Linked DNA regions of Mus musculus: regions 1, 2, 3 and 4 are each linked to region 5. The links are chromatin contacts, called in public promoter capture Hi-C maps. All regions are on one chromosome and are shown on one strand. The core of a region is the stretch at or near the end of the contact, and the rest is flanking DNA. Distances in the headings are between cores, read along the strand shown.

Evidence for each region. Promoter capture Hi-C pulls out the DNA fragments that hold promoters and counts their contacts. Capture Hi-C pulls out chosen DNA fragments and counts their contacts.
Region 1: a promoter capture Hi-C map of liver shows a contact between it and region 5. The contact joins two enhancer-like sites. A contact is called at or near these places in 7 of 39 promoter capture datasets (cranial neural crest, frontonasal cranial neural crest, hematopoietic stem and progenitor cells and 4 more) and 2 of 9 other capture datasets (adipose tissue and liver).
Region 2: a contact with region 5 is called in a promoter capture Hi-C map of liver. The contact joins two enhancer-like sites. A contact is called at or near these places in 2 of 39 promoter capture datasets (liver and neutrophils) and 3 of 9 other capture datasets (adipose tissue, liver and pancreatic islet).
Region 3: a contact with region 5 is called in a promoter capture Hi-C map of liver. The contact joins two enhancer-like sites. A contact is called at or near these places in 4 of 39 promoter capture datasets (the HPC-7 cell line, cranial neural crest, liver and 1 more) and 2 of 9 other capture datasets (adipose tissue and liver).
Region 4: a promoter capture Hi-C map of liver shows a contact between it and region 5. The contact joins the promoter of Fnip2 here to the enhancer-like site in region 5. A contact is called at or near these places in 9 of 39 promoter capture datasets (the HPC-7 cell line, cranial neural crest, frontonasal cranial neural crest and 6 more) and 3 of 9 other capture datasets (adipose tissue, liver and pancreatic islet).

Annotation. Positions count from the first base shown.
Region 1 is chr3:79,541,468-79,544,167 of GRCm38.p6, forward strand. The region is part of intron 1 of Fnip2 (folliculin interacting protein 2); the gene reads right to left. Among named protein-coding and RNA genes, the nearest start is that of Fnip2, 25 kb to the right of the region's middle. Within about 2 kb of position 1,329, at least 134 of the 459 cell types and tissues checked have an H3K27ac peak or open chromatin away from gene starts, as enhancers often do. A contact at or near this core is called in liver, where this site is marked.
Region 2 is chr3:79,177,553-79,180,252 of GRCm38.p6, forward strand. It overlaps a transcript of Rapgef2 not described here. Among named protein-coding and RNA genes, the nearest start is that of Gm24150, 17 kb to the right of the region's middle. Within about 2 kb of position 1,334, at least 137 of the 459 cell types and tissues checked have an H3K27ac peak or open chromatin away from gene starts, as enhancers often do. A contact at or near this core is called in liver, where this site is marked.
Region 3 is chr3:79,517,428-79,520,127 of GRCm38.p6, forward strand. Fnip2 (folliculin interacting protein 2) reads right to left here. Exons shown (of 17, transcript NM_001162999.2): 2 at 638-764. Among named protein-coding and RNA genes, the nearest start is that of Gm36442, 6.7 kb to the left of the region's middle. Within about 2 kb of position 1,359, at least 115 of the 459 cell types and tissues checked have an H3K27ac peak or open chromatin away from gene starts, as enhancers often do. A contact at or near this core is called in liver, where this site is marked.
Region 4 is chr3:79,566,260-79,568,959 of GRCm38.p6, forward strand. It overlaps Fnip2 (folliculin interacting protein 2), which reads right to left and starts at 1,420. Exons shown (of 17, transcript NM_001162999.2): 1 at 1,250-1,420. The coding sequence starts at 1,344. 4930589L23Rik (RIKEN cDNA 4930589L23 gene) reads left to right here and starts at 1,933. Exons shown (of 2, transcript NR_152118.1): 1 at 1,933-2,700.
Region 5 is chr3:79,339,547-79,342,246 of GRCm38.p6, forward strand. It overlaps a transcript of Gm17359 not described here. Among named protein-coding and RNA genes, the nearest start is that of Gm40072, 4.3 kb to the left of the region's middle. Within about 2 kb of position 1,410, at least 5 of the 459 cell types and tissues checked have an H3K27ac peak or open chromatin away from gene starts, as enhancers often do. A contact at or near this core is called in liver, where this site is marked.

The sequences.
Region 1 (2,700 bases), core at 79-2,578, 200 kb after region 5:
GGAGAAGTGACCCAAGCCCTTGGAGGAGCCCAGAAGATCGTGAGTTGGATCCCAGACATCGGACGGTTGGAGATTGATTTTTGCTTTTGATTATGACTGTGCCCTGATATTTTCCCTCTTGAAGGAAGAAAATATTTTAGTGGAGCCCACAGTTAAGAGACTTTTAATTTTAAAAAGACTTTGGATTTTAAGAATATGTAAAGACTGTGGGGCTTTTACAGTTGTTTAGATCTTGGGGATGAATAAGAATGTAAGGGTTGAGGCTTACTAGTGATGTGTTTGTGTGTCAAATTGACAAGGGGTCAATCATACTGGCTAGTTTTGTGTCAACTTGACACAACTGGGGTTATCACAGAGAAAGGAGCTTCAGTTGAGGAAATGCCTCCATGAGATCCAACTGTAAGGCATTTTCTCAATTAGTGATCAATAGGGAAAGGCCCCTTGTGGGCAGTGCCATCTCTGGGCTGGTAGTCTTGGTTCTATAAGAGAGCAGGCTGAGCAAGCCAGGGGAAGCAAGCCAGTAAAGAACATCCCTCCATGGCCTCTGCATCAGCTCCTGCTTCCTGACCTGCTTGAGTACCAGTCCTGACTTCCTTGGTGATGAACAGCAGTATGGAAGTGTAAGCTGAATAAACCCTTTCCTCCCCAACTTGCTTCTTGGTCATGATGTTTGTGCAGGAATAGAAACCCTGACTAAGACACTATGTAGACCAGGTAGGTTACATAAGACCCTGTCTCAAAACCAACTGAACAAGTAACTAAATTTAAACACACACACACACATTAATAAAATAAGTATCTGTTAAAAGATGACTCTCTCTTGTCTTCTTTCTATTTTAGATTGATGGGTAACAACCATGATTTATATCAAAACAAAATTAAAACTAAGCCAGGCAGTGGTGGCGCACACCTTTAATCCCAGCACTCGGGAGGCAGAGGCAGGCGGACTTCTGAGTTTGAGGCTAGCCTGGTCTACAGAGTGAGTTCCAGGACAGCAAGGGCTCCACAGAGAGACCCTGTCTCGAAAAAAACAAAAAACTAAATTAAATTAAATTTAAATTAAAAGCTTCCTATGTAACAAATGCATGACTAATTAAGAAAGACTCAACATTCTTTAGGTTCTAGTAGAAAAAAAAAGCTACATCTGCTGCTTACGAATATGTAGAAATCAATTTATGAGAAGGGAAAGCAAGGAAAAGGATGTTGAACTGTGACTCAGCAGACACATCTGAGTAAGTGCCTCATGGTGCCTGAGTACCGGGAACCCAGGAGGCATCTGAGCATGCAGAGGGGAGGGGCCAGCTCATGGGGCCCTGCTGGTCACACCGGGGACAGAAGGCTGGGCAAGAAGACAGGCACACCTCGTTCTGGCCCCAGTTACTCACTGTCCACGCGACTCAGGAGACTACTCAAACATCCCTAGTCTTAGTCTGCTCAGCTCTGACTCTATCCAGCTCTAAGGGCTTTGAAATACTGCATGTGAGCAGCTGAGAAACCCTCTGAAAACTTCTGGGGCTGCAGACTAATGGGATGTGCTGTCTGTCTGTCTGCACAAGGCCCAGAGTACACACCGTTTGTGTGCTGACAGCTCAGAGAGGACGGCCTGAGATTCACACAACACGAAGGCGACAACACCTGGCAGATGATCTTACTAAAATCAGTCACCTCCTCACTTCAATTCCAACCTCACAAAATGCAGCCGGTTCTCTGGAATCTCCAAGAAATTGCACAATCTAAAATAGATTCTGCAAAGTCCACAGAGAACAGTAAACTGCAGAATAAATTAATACAAGGTAGAGAATTATAACTATGAAATAATTAGCTTCCAAATCGTCTCTTCCACTGACAAAGGCCCCTTAGACCACAATTTTAACACCTGTAACTACACCAAATCTTCTGTCTAAAACATCTTCCAAGTAACTTTCCAAGCCAGACCTTGTAACCTCACTAGGAAGAAACCAAGATCGTTCACTTGGTTAGAATTTCCCACAATGGCCCTGTCCTGAAAAAAATGCTCCAACATCCTCCTCAGGAAGACAGAATGGACTTGGAAAGATCTGCTTCTTAGAGCTCAGAACTGCCTAGCTATAACTGGGCCTCAACTCTTCCTCCACAGCATGTGGCATGTGTACCTTAGAAGTCAGTCTCAGTCTTCTCTTGTCCAGGGTCTTACTTTTGCAAGGACATTTGGACTGTGCAGGACTGTCATAAAGGCAGGTGTGAGGTGGTGTCCACTGACAGCAAGCCTTGGATGTCACCTCCTCCACCAGCATTAGTGCTCCAGCTGCCACTGTTAAGCATCACTCTCTTCCCATCTCACCCCACGGCGATGTCATGATGTCCTTTCTGAATTCCGGAGCTAGGTAACAGATTTCTCGAGAACATGGACCACATCTGAAATCGACTGATTAGTCTTTAAACCAGACTGGCCTCAACAATCCTCCCACTTCAGCCTCTGAAGTCCAGGGACTACAGCATGTCACCATACCTCAGTGGTTTAGAGGTCATCTCCACTCAGATTAGACACATTTGGAGTAGCCCCAGCTGTGTGTTGCCATTGTACTGAGCTGGGAGGCACAGATTCCAAGCCACAATGATGGCAAGTGATTTGCCGCTTTCCACTTCCAGCTTCCGTCACCAAGACCAGAGAGAAATGAAAAGGAGGTCCAATGCCTGGTGAGTAGCGGATGTTGATGGCTG
Region 2 (2,700 bases), core at 84-2,583, 160 kb before region 5:
ATGCATTTCTCAAATACGCTGAAGGAGAGAGGCAGCTCCCTTGGAATAAATCTAAGCAAGGCATCTGTCTTTATCAAACTGAACTGAGGAGAAGGGCCAGCTGCTTACATCCCAGCTGGAAGCATAAGGATCTGAACTAGGGTCTCTTGAGAGCACCTGTAAGACCATGAGGCGAGTACAGTGCTGTCCATAGCCCTGGTGCTAGGGAAGCGCCAGGACTCCACTATTTGTACAGCAGAGCTCAGTGCAATATAATTCACAATGGCCACATATGGAAACAACTCTATTAACCAAACAAACAGTATTATGTACACATAAAACAGACTTCAGAATGTTGGTGATAACAGTCTGGCTCCATAGCCCACCCAGGCTAGCTTCAAATCCATGCTTCGCCTGCATGGAGCCTCCCAAGCGCTGGGCGGACAATTGCGTGACACCATATACAGCTCACAATGGAGGACTATTCAGACATAAAAAGGACTCAAGAACTGACACATGATACAAATGGACGAAGCTTAAAAATATCACCCGGAGGGCAACAAGCCAGTCACAAAAACTCCACTTAGAGGAATTAGCTAGAATAGGCAACTTCACAGAGGAAGAAAGCGAGAGGCCGAGAGGCCGCTGAGGCTGGAGAGGAGACAGAAGGGCGAGCCCCACAGTTAGTTTCTGTTTCTTTTAGTGGCTTTAGGTTTCTTTACAAAAACTAAGAAGTAAGGGAAAGCAGGAAGTCAAAGCAAACAAGTAGATGGCAGAGTGCTTGCCTGCCACTTCACGCCTGGCCATGGTTAGAGCCTCCCCCCAGCCTCACCCACACCAAAGCCTTAAGTTGTTTGAGACTGGACCACCCCACTGAGAAACACTGCACCAACCTCTTCCCATTGGTCCTAGAAGGCTGAAGTGACAGTAGCTATGAACGTACGTGGGAAGACATGGGGAAGGCACACATGTAACAGACACTCAGTGCGTGTCCCCAGCAGTCAGTTATATCCTGTTTGCTTTAACTCAATATAACCACATTTTTCCTTTTGTCCGTGGACTATAATAAGGCTCTTCCATATTATTTCTTACATGAAAAGTGTTTTGCTGCCCACTCCTCTTCATGTGTTCACTGGACAGGTAACACAAATCAGTATTATCAACATAAGCCCTATAATTAACATTGGAATTTACAAAATCAAATTCACAAAATACAGCCATTATTTCTTCAGTAGTTTACAGTCCATGGAAGATGAGTATTCAAACAGCTGCAACCCAATGACAGCCCAGACTGGCCTTCAGGGAGAGGCAGCACTCAATGGCCAGGCACACTTGCCAGCTAGCCGAGAGGGAAAAGACAGCTCAGCATTTGTAATTCACAGAGCAATTCAAATTCAGCAAAATCACACAGTGCAGGAAGAGCCTTAGGTCAGATGAAAATACCCAGAGGTTTGAATGTCAGATCCATACAGACCAAGTGCCCTCTGACAGTGCCTGCCGGGAGTGCAACCTACAGAGAGGTTAACTGTTGCCGCTTTGAACTTTCAAAGATAGAGTGCTGTTTTGTTTACATTTGGATTAAAACACTTTAAAAGTCATCCCAGTCTTTACAGTAGTTTCAGTTTTTGTGGATACCTGTGTGTAAAACAAAAATCAATGTTTGTGTGTGCGTGCACATACACATACACTTGCCGACATGCCAGGTAAGTCTTGGCTATAACATTCAGAATCCTGGTCCTTTTCCATCCTAGACACTGGCTTTTGACAGGCAGCTATGAAACTGAAGAGGGGTGTGAGGGTGCAGCAAATGCGGTAAGAGTGTTCTTAAAGAACTTGTTCTCTATAAACACACTGCACAACTTTGATTTCAGCCCTTTAGCTTCAACGTAATTCCAGTACATTCTTACAATCTTTAATATTAAACAGCCAGCCGCAAAATGAAAGCTAAGTTACACAGGTCCACATTTGTCAACTGTTGGCTCTCTTACTTAGCCTTATGAAAATAACAGCATGTAAGATCTGTTGCCAGCCATCAGTTGAAAGACCAGCAGCACACAACACACAACATACAGCACACAACACACAGCACACAACACACAGCAACACAGCACACAGCACAGCTCACAACATACAGCACACACCACAGCATACAGCACACAGCACAACACACAACACAGCACACACCACACAGCACAGTACATAGCACAGCTCTTAACACACAGCAACACAACACACAGCAACACAATACATAGCACACAACACACACCATAGCATACAGCACAGCACATAGCACAACACACAACACAGCACACACCACACACCACACAGCACAACACATAGCACACACCTCAGCACACACCACAGTACAACAGTCCACAGTTTCATCCCACTTGAAGGTTTTGCACAGAACAATTTAAAAATTACGAATTACAAATTAACTCAGTTCTTCAAATCAAAATAAAGTAAGGAAAATGTTCTTAATAGGTGCAAATAGCATGACATTACATAATCCAAAATGCGCTATAACAGCCCGCTAGGTAGAGCTCATAACCAGAAAGCACAAATCTGCGAAAAGCACCTTACCTAGTTTGTGTAAACTCCCATAAGTAACTAATGGGTAGCAGAAGTTTGTAAGGCTGGTCGAGCCTAGGTTTCTGTCAGCACGTTTCCTCCCAATTTGATTCAAGAGCATGTTTTATTAGTGTGAGTGTCCTGGAAAAG
Region 3 (2,700 bases), core at 109-2,608, 180 kb after region 5:
TTTTTATCTTTCCTAGTCTGGCTCAAAGCGGTAAAGATCTTTCCTGTCTTTACTCCCCATCCCAGTCCCTCCCACCTCCCACCACCCCCTTCCCTATAACAAGGGAAGTTAATGAGCAATTCCTTGGTCAGAAAGGGTAGGATAACAGTGAACATCGGTCTATTAAGGCTCTAAGGTGAGGAAGCTTTCATAACACCTTTTATTTATTTTAGGTTTTGAAACACGGCCTTACTATATAGCCTAGTCTAGCCCCAAATCACCGTCCTCCTGCCTCAGCACATCTAGTGCTGGATTATAAGCACGAGCCACACTTGGCACCTTTTACTATCTATGAGAAAATCTGGACAGAATGATCTTCTTGTCTGGCAAAAACACTAGAACTTTATGAATCTCAGCAGTTTATTTTCTTACTATGCTTGACGCTTACAAAATCCTGCTAGATTACAATCGCCAGCAAATGTATCTTTCTCAATGTCAATGGTCCACTGTTGGCCTGCCATAATTGCTTGTTAAGTTTCCGTTGTGTCCGCAGACACAGGCCTGCCTGCTGTGGTGCATCTCTGCTTGCCCCTTCTGCATCCCTGCAGGCAGCACACAACAGATCAGAGAGGTTTGAAAGCCAATCAGCATTTCACACCTGAGCTGCTGCCTCTTCCATCTTCTGAACGGCTCTGGAGTCAAACATGACTTGTCTGCCTCTCCTCTCACAGTCCTGGTAAACTAGCAGGCGGATGTCACTCAAGCCAAACTCCGAACACGACCAACTGTGGATTCAAAAGAGAGAGAAGCTGGATTATCTGCAACGCTTGGTGTGACCATGGCAAATAAATACAATTCCCAGCCAGCGTGCTCGGAAACTGGCTGCACAAATGCTGACAATTCTTGTGCCAACGGTGGCGAGGCTGCCCTAATAATAAATCGCTGGAGAGAAAGCACTGCCTTCTGTAGTCAGTTTGAAATCAAATGGCAGAAAGAAGTTGCAAGGACACACAAGAGAGGGCTAAGTGGGATGCCTGGGTTCTGGGGAGAGCACCCCAGTTAAAGGAGCGCCTGTGCCTCTGTGGCAGCCATCCCCTCAGGGGGAGCTGGCAGCCGTTCCACAGTGTAAGGTTACCCCTAGCACGTCTGGCTTGATACTGTGGCGCTGAGACCAAACGCATTTGCTAGCCATGATGCTTAGCAAAAAGGGAAACACAGTTTGCTCCCAAGCAAAGGATGTTAAGAAGAAAATACAGGTGTATGTTGCAGTAAAGAATTCGATCGGAAAGCAGGAACTAGAGAACTATTTACAGAGTGTGCTTTCAGCACAGCCTTGGCAATCCATTCAACACAAATTTAGTCTGCATTGTATTCAAGGCTCTGTAGCAGGTGCAAGGGAATCAATAATTAATCAAACCTGCCCTCATGAAGTTCAAGGCTTAATAGGGATATTACTAACCTAATACTTACATATAAATATATAACTACAAACTGTCTGAAGGTCAAAAGGGAAACTAAAGGATACAAAAGAGTCTCAGAGCCTGGCATAGTGACTGACGTCTATAAGCTCAGTCCTCAGGAGTCTAAGGCTGCAGAAGCAGACCATCCTGGTTACACAGCAAGACCTAGACTCCAAAACAGCGAGATTTAAGGAGAGAGGCACAGAAGTCACTGAGGACTTAAATCAACTTTTAAACCAGACGTGAAGAGTGACCGACCAGTTGACGTGAACACCACGAAGCAGCAGAGTGCAGCACAGGAAAGGGAGGGAGGAAAGGCAGGGAGAGCTGCCCTATGAGGTCAGCGAGCTGGGGGATGGGACCGAAGCAGGCCCAGACAGGATAAACTCTGAACACAAAGAGCAGCCAAGGAAAGCAGATGGTTGATAAGATCAGATAGCTGACTGCCCTAAGAAAAGCAGACCCATGGGAGTGGACTGCACAGAGAGCCAGGCCCCTCACGCTGCCTGCTACAGGCTGCAGTGACAGCCGCAGAGGTAGAGAAGAGACAGCTTAGAGCAGAGTCTAAAAGACGCACCTGAAGCAGAAGGCTGCCAACTACTCAGGAGGACTCTGCTATAGGATCCAGGGAGGACACGGAAGCGATGGGTGAGAAATGGACAGGCGGATAAAGGAGAGAACACTGAAAACCTTCACAGTAGACCCTGTGAATACAGTCAGGGACAGCCGGATTCAAACCCCAAGGCTTTCCCCTTCCACTTTGCCACTGGATTATCAATGTACAACTGCTGACCTCACAAACTTGCTTTGTGGATTAAGTAGAATACGTAAAGGGCTTCACCCAAGCTTGCCATACACACAAGCTCCAGAAGCTATGCGTGCGCTCCCTCCCAGGACTGAGAAGGCCAGTTTCTGTGAGAAGCTGAGTGCCTTTGGTCCTTCCCCGGTTCAAGCAATGGTAGTTAATATGAAGCACGTTAACTTCAAATTAACTGAAGGCAGCAGATTTATTCTCTTAAACCTCAGACGCAAAGAAGAAAGAAAGTAAATTCTAGTCGTTCCTTCTATCACCAGTGTGTTGTCCATGTCGTGCCTGGCGTCCTTTGCACAATGGCAAAGTTTATTTTGGAAACTATTTTCCTCTGCCCTTAGGCCAGAGGCAGCCAGTGTTCAAGGTGTGACCGATGAGACATGCCACATGACCCCAAGCTGACGGACAGGCGGAAGCCACCCCACACTTACAGCCAAGCCTACACATCAT
Region 4 (2,700 bases), core at 170-2,669, 230 kb after region 5:
ATTCATTTCAAATGCGATGCTTCATGTTGGTGTTCCCAGAACTTGAGAAGCTAAGGCAGGAAGATTGTCAAGAGTTTAAAGCCAGCCTGGACTAATGAGACCTTTGTTTGTTTGTTTGTTTGTTTTTAAAAAAAATTCAAAGTCTTACATTCTGAACATAAAGTATCCCTAGAAGGTCTGAATCGGTGTGAGGTGTTCAGTTTTCTGTTTTGTTTTGTTTTGTTTTATAGTGATGAAAACTTAAATGGCAAATAAAATGTTTTCTCAACTAGTAGTGCTGAGAGACAGTACAGGACCCAGGAGAGCATCTTTGGAAACTTACCACTCAAAAGCAGAATAGTATAGGGATGTTACTGAGAGCCAATTGCTTAGCTCAAAATGCAAGACCAGCCGCCACTTAGAGCTGTGGGTCTTGAGCCAGCTTAACACATGCTAATCCAAAGGTATGTGTTCCGAAGATGAACTATTAAATATCTGCCTCTGCTTTGTTAAATTAGAACCCGAGACGTTTCATAAAAAGCATTTCCCTCCCTTTCCACTCATCATGCGGCATCAGCCTTCTAACTGATGAGGAAATTACACACTTTTATTCATCCGCCGGCGAGCTTGTCATACACTGCAAGAAAGAAGCTGCTTTTTTCGTGGCTTCACCCTTTCCAACTTCAAAATACTGTCACATACTCAGTGGGTTGGAGCTGCCTGCAAAATGACAGCTTACAGGCTCTGGGGCAGGGGAGACGCAGGTGACTCTCCCTCCAGAGACCCTGGAAGGTACACACCGGTCCCAGACGTGCTCAGACACGGGGGCATATGGAGAAATTTTGTGGGGCACCTGAGGAAAGAGGGCAGAGGATGGCGCAGGGCTCCCACCTGGGGAGACCTGGAGAGCAAGGAAGGAGGACGGCGCTGAGGTTCCACCCAGAAGGAGCAGTAGAAAAGGGACAGGGCGGTTCGCGGCTCTGAGACCCTGAAAGAAGTGGAAAGAGGAGCCCAACCTGGGAGAACCCGGCGAGGGAGGGAAGAGGATGCTGCTGGGTCCCACCCAGAAAGAGGGGCGAGAGAGGCGTGGGGTCCCACCCGGGAGGACCGGGACAGAGGAGAGTGAGAGACTGGGGTCTTTCCCAGGAGGATCTGGGAAGAAGGGACAGGGTGGCGCGGGGTCCCGCCCAGGAGGAGGGGACAGGGTGGCGCGGGGGTCCGGTCTCCATGCAGCCCGCCTGAGGCCTCCCTCCCGCTCGCACGCGCTCACCTGAAGGCCGGCTCCTCCTTGGGCGGCCGGGCCTGGGCAGACGCTGCGCCGCCGCCCCTTTTGTTGAAGAGCTTCTGGAGCAGGGTCGGGGCCATGGCGTGCACGCGGCGGCCCGGGCGGGCGGCCACGCTCCGGGACCCGACGGCTCAGCGCGCAGCCCACGGCGGCCGCGGCGGGGCCATGGCGACGGGGGCGCGGCCGCCCGGAGGGGCGCGAGCGCGGGACCGCTGCAGCGGACGGAAGGTGCGGCGCCGCGGCCGCCGGCCGGTCATATGACGGAGCCGGCCCGCCCGGCTGACAGCTCGCTCCCGCGGGAGGAGGAGCGCGGAGAGGGCAGCACGAGGGAGAGGGAGGAGCACGGGAAGAAGAGGAGGGAGAGCATGAGGGAGGGGAGGAGCACGAGGATGGCAGGGAGGGGGGTGCACGAGCGAGGGGGAGGAGCGCCGGGAGGAGGGAGGAGGAGCGTCAGAAGGCAGCACGAGGGACTGGGAGGAGCAAGAGGGACTGGGAGGAGCGCAGGCGATGAAGAGTGGAACGTGTTGGGAGGAATACAAGGGAGTGGGAGAGAGGAGTGGGCGATGGAGGAGGAGCGCCAGGGAAGCGGAGAGTGGAGCCGGGAGAGGCTCGTAGGGAGGAGTGGGGCGGGGCGTGTGGGGGGAGGGGGAGGAGCATAGAGGCCTAACGTCTCCATTGGCCAGCTTTACCCGCCCTGCGCCGACATCACTAGGGGTACGCCCGGAGTTATCACTCGCCGGGCTCTTACTGGGGCTAGAGAGTTGGGCGGGGTGCACGAGTCTTCACACACTTGACCTACTGAGCTCCAGAGCACAACTATGGAGGTTTTTGTTCTTTGGAAAGAAAAGCCCTTGAACTTGGTCCTCATTTTATCGGGTCCAGGACTCCCTAGCAGAAAACGTGGCCTGAGCTGGAGAAGCAACTTTAGTGCCTGACGTTGCTGCTGGGGATTCTGGCCCCTGCTGCATTTGAGGTCCCAGCAAGCAACTGCCGGAACCAGAGTAAATCAGCAGGCTCAATTTTGAATTTACAAACAGTTTATTCAGGTCACCGGGTTTTGTTTTGGTTTTTTTTGTTTTTTGGGGTTTTTTTGGGTTTTTTGGTGTGTTGGTTCCCACTGGTACATAAGTCACACAAAAGCTGTGCATGTACTAAGCCCATATGTGCGTGCGTTAAGCCCACATATACACACAAATGATTGCTTTCCTAGTTCGTGTTCACATTGGGCACATAAAAAAAAAAAAAAAAAACTCAATAGATTCTTTGATTTAGGGAAGCTGAGTGTGTGCTTAGACTCATTTGCCTGTGCTTTCACGCCTCAGACCCCCTGAGAATTTATTGTGCTGTGGTGCAAGACGTTAAAGAACCTGCGGTTATGAAGAGTCTGACCACATTCAAAACAGTTTATTAATCTGTTTTGCGGCCTAGAGCTCTAA
Region 5 (2,700 bases), core at 160-2,659:
CAGAAATCCGCCTGTCTCTGCCTCCTGAGTGCTGGGATTAAAGGTGTGCGCCACCACGCCCAGCTTGTTTTTTGTTTTTTGTTTTGAAACATGTAGTGTAGCAATACAGTGCTAACAATGGAGATGCTTTCTGATTTTAATTTAAATTAATGTGGAAATTGAGCTACATAGACTGAGAGGGAATAGCAATCCTATATCACAGTCCTATTTCACCCAAATTTGAGCCAAATGAGGAGGAGGGAGATGGCTACAGACCCTCTCCTGACACAGTCTTGCAGACTTAAAGATGACAAAATGTAAGCAATGGTCAGTTTACGTTTGCATTTGTCATACATATTTTCTTTCAGGAAAGCATGGTTGGCAGCAGCAAGAGGCAATAACAGGGTTAAAACTTATTGAGTACATACTGTGTCCAGAATATAGATAACCATTTTATACACATCTCATTTATTCTACAGATTGCCATACCCCCCCCCCAAAAAAAGCACTTTGCCAATATTATACATAAGACTTATGGCTTGAAGCCAAGCCTGTAAGTATTCAGTTTACTTTTTTTTATATATATAAATCCAGAACACTTTTATGAGATGTAACAATGTTTGATAATAAAAAAGTGTAAGGAAATTCATGGTATGGTGACAGAACTGTCCTCTCAGCACTTGGGAGGTAGAAGTAGGAAACTTTTGACTTCAAGGTCAGTCTCTGCATACATAGGGAGTCCGAGGATAAATGGGGCACAGCGAGCCATTATCTCACATACCTAGAGTGTATGGAAAGTGATGGATGTGTGTGGCTGAGTGCCAGAGCATGTACAGAGCATGTTCAAGGCCCTGGGTTCCATTTCTACTCTGTATTAGAAATTATGGGAGGGCAAAAAGTAGCTGACATGAATTGCCCTTTAGAATGATATTTACTAAGAGAGTGTGCTTCATGACCACGGGCTGTTTTGTGATTGGATCTTGAAGTGAGACAGCCTTAGAAGAAACAGCACCGGACCATAGACACAGTTTAACTCAATAAGTTCAATGGGGTCACAAAGAGAGCAGGAGCCTTCCCTTCAGATCCCAAAGAACACCACCATTAGGAGAGAGAACGTTATGAGGGTCTGAAGGAAAGATCCTTCAAATCCCTGAACAAAGGTGGTTTCTACTCTTACAGGGATCTAAGGGGTGGCAGATCACGTGACAGCATGTGCCAGGAGGCAGGCACTCGGTAGGACTGTAGTTCAAAGTTGCCTTGTTCCTGATCAGCAAGTAGGGCTGGGGGAAGACTGGGCTTGCTTTTCCCATGGTCTCAGTCACAGCAGCAGCAGGCACCTGTCAGGTCTTCGTCCTAAGGGACAGACTGCATGCAGGCTTGGATGAGCTGACTTTAGCAGGGGGTGTGTCTGTGATCTAACACTACCCAGAAAAGTAATAAGTAAAGAACCTTTGACCCATGAGCCACAAAACTCCCCAGATTGCAAACTGTACTGAGCCCTCTTGCCCCTCTCCTCCACCCCTCCTCCCTTTCCACTTTCCTTTCTCGTTCCCTTTCTTTCTCCTTCCTCCTTCCCTTTTCTTCTTTTTTCCTACTTTCTTTTTGACCCTTGTCCTTCACTTCCTTTCCACTTCCCTTTTCCCTCCCTGGCTTTTCCTGTTAATGCTGGAGATCAAATTCAGAGACCCTTATGCTAAGATCCTGTCTTAATTTCATTCCTTGTTATTGTAACAAAATACTCTGACAAAAGCTACTTCAGGAAGGATTTATTTTGCTCACAATTTCAGGCTACTGTCCATCACTGAGGGGAAGATAAGACAGTAGGAACTTGCAGTGGCAATACATTAACCACACAGTCAAGAGCAGAAAGCAATGAATTCATGTATGCTAGAATTTAGCTTGTTTTCTCCACTCTTATGCAGTTCAGAATCCCCTACCTAGAGGATAGTGCCACAGTGGGTAGGTTCTTCTTTGCTCAATATTGCAATAAAAATAATCACTCACAGATATATCCACAGGCCAATCTAATCTAGATAACCCACCATTGTAACTGTCTTCTCATGTACTTCTAGATTGTATCAAATTGACAATTAACACAGATCATCACAATCTCTATAATTAAGATATAAATTGTTATATAACTATAGTAAATTTGACCTAAATTTACCTATATAGATATTTCTTGTTGTACTTCAGTATTACTAAATTTTCTGATTATAAAAATATATAGCTTCATTCTTTTCTAAACATTAAAATTAGATGTCTTTACAGAGACACTGTGTTGGACTCTACAGTTGTATCTGTTGAAGTGATTATGAGCTCTGAAGTAATTATTAAATTATCAAAGCAAGGGAGTGAGAAGATTTCATTCCTGCTGGGCAGCAAACCTTGAGTCGGTATTGATTCATTGACAACAGTGATTTCTTTCATAGAAATGAGCCCAGAAGCTAACAGAGGTCATCTTTGGTTCCCTACAATGAGCTCAGTAGCTGTCATAATATTTTATGACAAGTTTATAAACATTTTTAACAGCTCTCTTAACCTGCTGTGCAGCATATACAAATCCATATTTAATTGATGTTATCACTTTATCGCTGGTACTGTTACTTTGTTGGTTGGCTTTCTCTTCATGTCTTTGTTTTCTCAATCTTATTCAAGCAAGCTGGAAAGCAGACGTCGATCACATTCACCCCCACCTCTCTGTATGTGGCTCCACACACT